3 separate regions of the Mus musculus genome follow, and all the other regions are linked to region 2. The links are chromatin contacts, called in public HiChIP or PLAC-seq maps. All regions are on one chromosome and are shown on one strand. Each heading gives the region's core, a stretch centred on a gene start, on an enhancer-like site or on the middle of the called end of the contact. The rest is flanking DNA. Distances are from core to core; before and after follow the strand shown. Region 1 holds the start of Cd7 (CD7 antigen). Region 2 overlaps Ccdc57 (coiled-coil domain containing 57). Region 3 overlaps Aspscr1 (alveolar soft part sarcoma chromosome region, candidate 1 (human)).

Region 1 (3,085 bases), core at 553-3,052, 190 kb before region 2:
GATCCTCACCCTCCCTCATCTCCATCTCCACCCTCTGTTTCTCTTGGACCCATATCGTGTCTTATTGTAATCCAAACTTGGGTGAGTTTGCCTCCTACATACTCCATAACCCAGTCTTCAGATAAGCATCTGTGATTCTGATCATTAAACGAGAACAGTAAACCAAGGAAACAGTCAACTTCTGGAAGATATGATTGTTAGAAACAAACCCACAGAATATCATTTGAGCCTGGCTGATGGTGCATGCTTTTAGTCCCAGCATTTGGGAGGCAGAGGCAGGTGAGTCTCAGAGTTTGATGCCAACCTGGTCTACAGAGTGAGTTCCAGGATAGCCTGGGCTACACAGAGAAACCTTATCTCACAAAACAGCAACAACAACAAAAACCACTCGAGCTGAGACCTGAAAATGAAGCCCCGAGCTAAAGACGCTGCCTGGTGAGCTGGAGAGATGGCCCAGTGGAGAAGACCCTGCCTGATGACAGTGGCCTCCAGAGTCACAACCACAGTGCATCTGATGCTACCGCCCAGCACCCAGATGCACAGAGTCTGTGCCTCTTCAATCAAAATAAATGCACTGGGGTTTGGGTCATCACCTCCTCCTGGAGCCCTGGAGCCCTTAGGCACAGCCCATAGGGCCCTGTGTGTCTATGATCTCTGAAACTTGAGGCATGGTGCCCCAAACAGTCAAAAGTGTCGATGCACGAAGACCACATCAAGGTCAGCCCTGCAGAGGTGGCAGCACTCCAGTCCATGTGCCCCTGGTGTGGCCACGGGCATCCTAGGAAGGAGACTAGGTCTAGGTCTTTGACTGTTCTTACTTCCCTGTAAAGTCTGTCTTTCCATGAACTTCTCCCCTGGGGGCTAGGTGCTGATTTCTTTACTGCCCACCTGACCCAGCTCCCCTCGTATTTCTCTCCAATATTCTCAGGCTGCACAGTTCCATACCTGCTGTCCCTGTGTTACCACAGGTGACCTGTCCCTCCCCAACCCTTTGTTCCTAAAATCTTCCAACTTTGACCTTCCTTTACCTGAGTCCCTCTCCCATGTGCCCTCAAGTACCCCGCATGGCACCCCTGTCTACACCATAGCATTCCAAACCCACCTACAGGGGGAGCATCTTCCCCCTTAGAGTAGGACCCCGGAGGAACTGCTTTGAGTCCCTATGTGACACTGTACACACACACACACACAAACTCACCCCTCAGTGTGACACACTGGCTCTGGTACCAGCAATAAAACTCATGGTTGACAAGAGTCCTAGCTCTCCCCCAACCTGGGAACCAGACACAGGGCCCTCGGTTTTGTCCCAGAAGGCAGATTGCTATTGAAGGGGCTCCTAGCCGCCCTTTGGCCTAGCAGATCTGGCTCAATCATGCTTCTAAGGAAGGATCACCCAGGCCGCCAAGGCAACCACAGCCAAGGCTACTGGGTATGCTGTGTCAGGCTGAAACCCCAGTGTGTCCAGACAACAGGTGAGACCACAGACCTGAACACATCCCAGCAGAAAATGACACAAAAGACCAGAGGAAACTTCAACTCCCTCCCGGCCTCTAAACCTTTAAGTCCCTCTAATTTTTCTTCCAGGTTACAGGACTAGTTCTTATTTCTTCTTCCTCTTGACGTCTCCTGTGGAGACTCTTGGTTAAAGATGATAAAGATGTGGGCCAGCCAACCAGCCAGGGAGGACAGTTGGGGTCAGGTGGCTTCCTCCACCTGGCTTGTTGTGTTCCCTGCCCACCAAGCTCCACCTTCATCTTCAGGAAGCCCTCCCTCGGAGCTTCACCACCAATCGCATTGAACTGCCACACCCCTGTTTCTTCCTCTCAGGGTTTTTGGTGTGAACTTTCACAGTGCTCAGTAATGTGTTGTAGCCAGAGTGGCTGATTTGGCTCAGATCACCTGGATTTGGGCGTCATGACTCAGCAGGCAGTGCTGGCTTTGCTGCTTACACTGGCCGGAATCCTGCCTGGCCCCCTGGATGCCCAAGGTAAGCATCCCTGTAGCAGGGCTCCCAGAGAGCATCTCACACACCCACCTGGGGAAGGGTTGGCCCTGACTTGACTTCCCCAAGTCTTAGTCTTAGACCTGGAATAGTCCCAGCTCCGTGGAAAAGCAGAGACTTGAAAGCTTTAGTTTACAGGACTAACATCTACCCTTGGTGCTTGTGAGAACTGTGTTCTTCAGTTCCCTTTCAGAGCAGCTGTCTGTGGGAAGTCTTGTGGTAAGGTGTAAAAGATCTACAATAAGATTATGGGAGGCTCAGGCTCCCAGGCACAATTCTTGTGCAAAACCAGCATAGTGTTCATTCTGTGAGATGCTGAGGTTTGTACTCAGTCTTGCCTACAGGAAAGTGGGTGGTGTGGGTGCCAGGCACGGCAAACGGGGCTGGAATCTGAAAGAGTGAGTATCCCATGAACAAGTCAACATGTGCCCCTTGCGCAGAGCCACAGGCTCTGGATGCCTAGAAATGATGGGGGGAAGGAGGGTGATGAAGAAACCAGCATCGGAAAGAGTAGGCAAAGAGGAGATAGGACTATGGCTGTCTGGGAGTGACTGACTCACTTAAAAGAGAAAGAAAGAGTACAGCCAGGGTGGGGAGTAGTCAAAAGGGAAGTCCTTGTGTTGAGATGCAACAAAGTTGCCAAGTTCCTATAGCATTTCTGCAGAGAGGGGTGTGATGGAGGAGGCATCTCACAGGAATACAAAATGGGAGAAAGAAACCTGGAGGTGTAGAGAGTGCAGCCCCTGTGCACAGCAAAATGAGACAGCATGTGTGAGCATGCGGGTGCGGGTGCTGTGAGAGATGCTCAAGAGTGTGCAAGGACATACATGAATGTAGGATCTGTGGAGCCTCTGAGATACGTGTTAGCGTGTTTGAGTCACCGTGTGCTGTGCGCCAGCTTGGTGCTAACTGGCTGGTTCTTCACAGACGTACACCAGTCCCCCCGACTCACGATTGCCTCTGAGGGGGATTCTGTCAACATCACCTGCTCTACAAGAGGGCACCTGGAAGGGATCTTAATGAAGAAGATCTGGCCTCAGGCTTACAATGTGATTTACTTTGAAGACCGGCAGGAGCCCACAG
Region 2 (3,004 bases), core at 207-2,706:
CTATCCTTGTGGGAGCCATGGTTGGACAATTATCTAGAAGGGAAATAGCTGGGTCAAAGGTGTAGGTAGTTTGAAGTGTTACCAAACTGTTCTAAAAAAAATCCGGCCCTGTGCCAGCAGCTGCCTGCCGGCAAGCAGCTCTCTGCTCCAGTGCCCAGACCTTTCCCCAGTCTGATAAATGACAATGATACTTCATTGTTGGTCTTAATTTACAGGTTGGTTTTTTTGGGAGGAGGATGGGGTTTTTGTTTTGTTTTGCTTTGCTTTGCTTTTTGAAACAGGGTTTCCTGTAGCTCTGTCTCGTTTCAAACTCTATGTAGCTTAAAATGACTTTGAGCTTTTGATCCTCCTGCCTCAGCACCTTAATTCTCAGTCACTAGTTTTGTTGCTGTTGTTCACCTGGCTGCTTTGTTGATGTTTGTTTTTGTGTGGCAGGGTGTGACTGAATAGCACCGACCTTCCTGGAACCACGCTTTGTGTAGTCTAGGCTGGAATTGACTAAAATCCCCCTGCCTCTGCCTGCAGAGTGCTGAGATTAAAAAGTGTGTGCCACCACACCTAGCCCATTAACCTGCAGTTTTGAAGCTGTAGACAGTTCCTGGTTGGCTTTAATGTGAACTTGTGACCTTTTCACAGAGGACAATTGAAACTGAGGACTTAGGGTAACAGGCTCACTGGGGAGGATAAAGGAGTACTAGGAAAGGGACAGGTCCTGGGAGACCAGAGGCAGGGCAGAAGGTCCATGCCCACAGGGATCAGGGATGGGGTTCTAGGTGGGACTGTCCTGAGCAGCCAGTATCTGGAAGGTACCCTTCAGTGCTAGGTCAGCTCTTGGTTTGAAGTATACAAGATGAAGTCCCAGGTACAGTGATCCCATTTTCAAGTAGAAACCAGGCCAGATCATGGCCAGCTGGGTGAAAAAAGGGTTTAGGAGGAGGGCTAAAGTTGTCCATGGGACAAAGGGTCATGGGCGTGGAAACTCCTAAGGAATGTGGCTACTGGTTGGAACTAGCCCAGCCCCTCCCTGCTCAGTACTAGGCTCCAAACTTTTGTCAACTTCTTGCACCAAACTGAAGGCTACACAGTACAGTGCAATGTTTGAGTTAGGTTTTTTGTTTGGTTGGTTTTTTAGTGTTGTGGGCTGTTTTTAGTGCATCCTTATGGCACAAGACTCTAATTCCAGCTCGTGGTAGGCAGAGAAAAGAGGAGCATCATGAATTACAGACCAGCCTGGGTCATTTCTTAAGTCCTGCTTACATAGCCCACCCGCTGTGGAGATTCTGACTGTAACAGTGACCACACTGTGTACTACCAGGCTTCTCTAATCTGGAGATCCAGAGGAAAAAGGAAAAAGAACAGCTCACCCTTGTCTGATGGCCTGACAGTAGAGCCTCCCTGTCCTAGACTCAGCTTGAATGGCCAGCCCTTTACCTCAGGCCTCACCAGGAGAACACTCGTACAGGGGAGGGGTGGGAGGACAGGCAGGAAGTGGCTAATGGGCTAGGCCTGGACACACCTACTCTGGCTCCTCCCTGGCTCTGTAGATCTAATGAGCTTCTGTTTCTAGGGAAGCTAGAAAATGATTTTTTTTTTCTTCAAAATGTTCACTTTGAGAACAAAAACCAAACTGTTTGTTGATTGAAACAGGGTTTCCCTGTGTAACCCTGACTATCTGTCCTGGAACTCACTCTGTAGACCAGGCTGGCCTGGAACTCAAATCCACTTACCTCTGCCTTCCTAGTGCTGGGATCAAAGGCATGCACTGCCACTCCCTGGCTACAAAACAATTCTTGTAAGGACTGGAGGACATACCTTTGTGGGTAAAAGTGCTTGCAGCTCAAGGCTAAGGACTGGAGTTCAGATCCCAGCACCCACATAGGCCGAGTGTGGCAACATGCACCTGTCATGGTGGATTTGGGGGATGCTGGCAAGTTTAGCTGAGACAGCATGTTCCAGATTCTGTGAGAGACCTTAACATTAGGAAACAGCCCGCTATGATGGTGCATGCCTTCAATCTCAGCACTAGGGATGCAGGGTGGGTAGAGCTGTCTATGGTTCAAGGCCAGACACAATAGAGTAACCATGTATCAAAAGATGAAGGTGCTGTAATCCCAGCACTCGGGACACAGGTAGATTTCTGAAGCAGAAACTTGTCAATTGGATGGTGTTTTGTTGGGACACACATGAAGGAACGTTTAGCTGAAGTGGACACAGGTGAAAGACTAAGGAATGTTTGGCTGAAGCAGGCATAGATAAAAAGGTGTTTTGTTAAAGCAAGCACATGAAAGGACGTGTGGTGAAAGATTTTTTTTATTAAGGACACACATGTATTGGTCTGTCTTATATTGTGTAGTTGAGCTGTATTTATCGGGACTCAATAGAAAGAAATACAGCAAAAAACAAAAACAAAAAAACTTCTGGTGGTGTGCCACAGTTTCTTGTCCCTTGAGTGGACTTGGGGTGATTGACAGAGTGATGTCAGCTGTGACAGACCCACATGCTGAGACAAGACCTGTAGAAGACACATGTTTAGACAGTATAAATAGGACTCAACGGACAATGACCAAGGCTGAGCTTGGCTTGCTTATAGAACTAGCTGTGTACTGCCTGTGGGTCTCATGTCTTCGTTGGTCTTCGCTTCCCTGAGAGAGTCACAGCCTAACCCTGAGAACTCCTCCTGGTATTCCTCCAGGTCCCTCCTGCTGACTTGAGCTAAGGCTGATGCCTGTCTGTTCCTATTAGGCCGTGACACTGCTGCTACTACCCTGATATTTCTGTTTGTAACTGGTGTTTCTCAATGGATGGAGCTGCCTCTGCTAACCTATAAAGTGAACTGCCAATTTCCAGACAACACAGACAGGACTTAATCCAGAGAATCATTTCTAAACAGGTCCACTTTCCCTGTATCCTTTCTTTTCCACTACCTCTGGTGGATGGTGGGCTAAAGGGAGGTTAAAACATTTTAAAACCATCATTAAAAATCGTGTTTTAAAGCCGGGCGTGG
Region 3 (3,063 bases), core at 326-2,825, 140 kb after region 2:
CCAGAGCCTACCCTCAGCCACAGATGAGACCTGCACTTGCACCCACATGCTGCCAGTGGTGTGCTAGGCAGGTGCTCCGCACCAGGGAGGTGGGTCCTGGGCTGCAGCCCCCCAACCCACTTAGGTACCTCAGAGTGAACACCTTCTAAGGTTCTTGCTTCGGGCATCAGAGAAAGCAGGATTCAGGGAGGGTCCTGCTGGCCTCACTCACCTGTTGGTTCTTCAGCTCCAAAGTGCACAAGCGCAGCAGGGAAGAGGTTTGCCTACAAGGAGGGCAGGAAGCAGGGAGGCTCAGAGGGCCAGACAGGCAGGCAGTGTTCAGCAGGTTCCGGTCTCCCAGAGGCAAGTCTACCCTTTCCTCTAGCACTCCACCCATCATGGACCACAGCAGAGCACCAGTTGGGAACCCCACTTCTCATGTGAGAACTGTGTCCTTCAGTCCCACTGCCCAGCTATAGCACCAGCAAACTGTCAATGTCAGTTTATGACTGAGGAGACATAAGGCTGTTGTGGGCAGGGGTGTCTGGGTCTCCCAGACTGATACTGTCTAGGGACAGAAGTGGGAGAGAGACCTGTCCCATGGACACACAACCCCTCCCTCTGCTTATGCAAGCAAGCAAACAAACAAACAAACAACCCACCCACAGTGAGGGGGCTGTGGGTAGAAGTGTCTCTAAGGTTAGGAATTTAAGCAGAGCCACTTGCAGACAGGAGTGTCCTAGGAGAACAGGCCCGGGCACGCGGCAAAGGGGCCGGCTCTCAGAATCAAGCTGCTTTAGAGATGCCATGAGCGAGAGATGCTTCCTTGTGAGATACACCAGTGCAGGCAGAGTTGTTAACACTAAGAAGGAAGCCAGAGCCAGGACCAGCCCAAGCTCCTCCTGTCCCCCCCAGACAAGGATAGCCAGTGCTTTGAAAACACACCTGAATGCCTGGGATCAAAGGCTCCTAAGCCACACCTACCCAAAACCACACCAGCCCCAAATCTGCGGGTGCTCTGCTGTCCTGCGGCCCACCTAGCCAAAGAGAGCAGAGGGTGTGGGGTTTTGTGCAGGGACTGGTCCTACTTTCTTGGGCAAGGTATGGGGTGGGAGCATGAAGCAGACAAGGTTGCTTCTCCTCTGATGCCACTGGACACAAGGCTTTGAGGCTCCCTTACAGCCCAGGGTTGTAGAGGTCAGAGAGGCCCGAGCATCACACATCTGAATGTTTTTCTTTTTCAGAGGTTGTGCCCAAGGGAGCTGGGGGCTGGGGCTGGGGCTGGGGCTGGGGCTAGGGCTGGGGCTGGGGCTGGGGCTGGGGCTGGGGCTCGCTGACGTGGCCAAAAGCTGAGGGCAGCCAGGAGTCTGGCAGGACCTAGGAAGGGGCTGCAGCTGCAGGCTGAGGGCATTCTTTCCGTGCGGCTCCAGGCTCCTGTGAGTGCCACAGGCTGGAGGGGTGGGCGGGGTGGGTGGGGTTGGGGGGGATGTTAAAAGATTAATAAGAGCAAGCTTCAAAGGCCAGGCCTAGGAACGCTGAAACCTCAGCCTCCAGCCGGCAACAGAGGGACACAAACAAGGGCGGTGAATGCTTTGAAACGCAATTGTGAGGTCTGCGATCAAAGCAGCATGGGAAGAGGCCTGTGGGGTGGGCGGGGGCTGCTCTAGTGCCCCTGGGAGGGTGCCTGTGGGGTGGGCGGGGGCTGCTCTAGTGCCCCTGGGAGGGCGCCTGTAGGGTGGGGGTGGGGCTGCCCCAGTTCCCCTGGGAGGGTGCCTGTGGGGTGGGCGGGGGAGGGGGGCTGCCCCAGTGCCCCTGGGAGGAGGCCAGAAGGCAGCCAGGGATCCAAGCAAGGACATGGGAGGACAGTACTAGGGCCTTCCTTGGCCCATAATGGCTCACCTCCCACCATAATGGCTTACTTAGCCTTTCGAGTAGCCAGAGCCACCTTCTATACTCCTGCCGGCAACTGGGTGGTGTTCATATGTAGCCTGTGGCACACTCTTTCTAGCACCTCTGGGAGCCTGGCTGGCATGCCCACAAGGTCTTGTCTGTTGTCTACCACCACCAGTCAAGGGGGCTACCTTGGGAAGTGACTGAGAGGCAGCTGCCATGTGGCAGCTCCAAGGCTAGACCCTTCCTTACCAAGCAGTGCCTGGGGAGCTCAGATGAGGTCAGGGAGAACCCAGAACACCATGAGAGGCAAGGCCAGCTGTGGGTTGTGTCCCCAGCCCCAGATGGAGGAGAGTTGAGGGCAGGGGATTGCTAACATCAAGGTTAATCAGTTTTCAGAGGAGGCTGTACCTTAATATGAACCTAAGCATGAGCTTCTCTCTTGCATCTCCCTCTCCAATTGTGGAGCCCCTATTGCTCAGTCACCTGGGACAGTAAGAGCTTCTGCCCTCTTCAGCAGCAATGGCACAGCCCAGCAATGGTGTTCAACTCCCAAAGGCAAGGCTGCCTGCCACCTTCTAGGACCAAACGATCTTCTAAGAGTCCAAGGCTGCCTTTTGTGGGCCTTTGAATTCTTTGAAGCTGCCTGCCTGCTCTAAGCAAATACCAGGCATTGCCAGGACCAAGCCTGTCCAAGGGAGAGCGAGCTACACTCCATCGGCAGGGGACAGGGAAGTCCCCTTTCCCTCCAGGCTGAGCCGCACCTGACTCAGCTGGATATGAGGCACACTCTGCCATTGTTCTGTTCTGTCATCAGCAGAGTCCAGGGCCTACCTCACTCCTTACCTCTTTCTCTCAACTTGAAGATAAGATACCCTGAGCTTGGGGCAGGAAGTCAGGAAAGTACGGGGAAGGAATCCTCTTCTACAAAGGGGTCTTCTAGGCACCTAGGACCAGCTTGTCCTCGGGAACTCAGCCTTCATTCAGTGCCTGACAGAAGCTGAAACCCTTGCCCACTTGCTTGAGGTCCCAATGGAACAAGGAAAGGTGCACAGAAGACCACGCCAATCAATAAATGAGATTCTACCCTCTGCTTACTGCACAGCCCCCCACTGGGCCACCCTGCCCCACACGGGAGCTGACACCGGCTGGGATGCCGGGCTGGAACCCACTCTCCCTACCCCTACCACAGAC

Evidence for each region. HiChIP or PLAC-seq counts read pairs in DNA pulled down with a chosen protein or histone mark.
Region 1: a contact with region 2 is called in an H3K27ac HiChIP or PLAC-seq map of embryonic stem cells, with 8 read pairs. The contact joins the promoter of Cd7 here to the enhancer-like site in region 2. A contact is called at or near these places in 3 of 39 promoter capture datasets (cranial neural crest and liver), 2 of 484 Hi-C or Micro-C datasets (bone marrow-derived macrophages and nephron progenitors), 6 of 115 datasets of contacts at active chromatin or transcription factors (embryonic stem cells, fibro-adipogenic progenitors and memory CD8 T cells) and 2 of 9 other capture datasets (adipose tissue and liver).
Region 3: a contact with region 2 is called in an H3K27ac HiChIP or PLAC-seq map of embryonic stem cells, with 7 read pairs. The contact joins two enhancer-like sites. A contact is called at or near these places in 2 of 39 promoter capture datasets (hippocampal neurons and macrophages), 2 of 115 datasets of contacts at active chromatin or transcription factors (embryonic stem cells and large pre-B cells) and 3 of 9 other capture datasets (adipose tissue, liver and pancreatic islet).

The regions. Positions count from the first base shown.
Region 1 is chr11:121,038,195-121,041,279 of GRCm38.p6, reverse strand. It overlaps Cd7 (CD7 antigen), which reads left to right and starts at 1,802. Exons shown (of 4, transcript NM_009854.2): 1 at 1,802-1,987; 2 at 2,930-3,085. The coding sequence starts at 1,915. The region is part of intron 1 of Gm11775 (a long non-coding RNA gene); the gene reads right to left.
Region 2 is chr11:120,849,308-120,852,311 of GRCm38.p6, reverse strand. All of the region lies in intron 18 of Ccdc57 (coiled-coil domain containing 57), which reads left to right. Among named protein-coding and RNA genes, the nearest start is that of Fasn, 26 kb to the right of the region's middle. Within about 2 kb of position 1,456, at least 126 of the 459 cell types and tissues checked have an H3K27ac peak or open chromatin away from gene starts, as enhancers often do. A contact at or near this core is called in adipose tissue, bone marrow-derived macrophages, embryonic stem cells and 1 more, where this site is marked.
Region 3 is chr11:120,705,858-120,708,920 of GRCm38.p6, reverse strand. Aspscr1 (alveolar soft part sarcoma chromosome region, candidate 1 (human)) reads right to left here. Exons shown (of 16, transcript NM_026877.2): 13 at 212-263. Among named protein-coding and RNA genes, the nearest start is that of Cenpx, 6.4 kb to the left of the region's middle. Within about 2 kb of position 1,575, at least 49 of the 459 cell types and tissues checked have an H3K27ac peak or open chromatin away from gene starts, as enhancers often do. A contact at or near this core is called in embryonic stem cells, where this site is marked.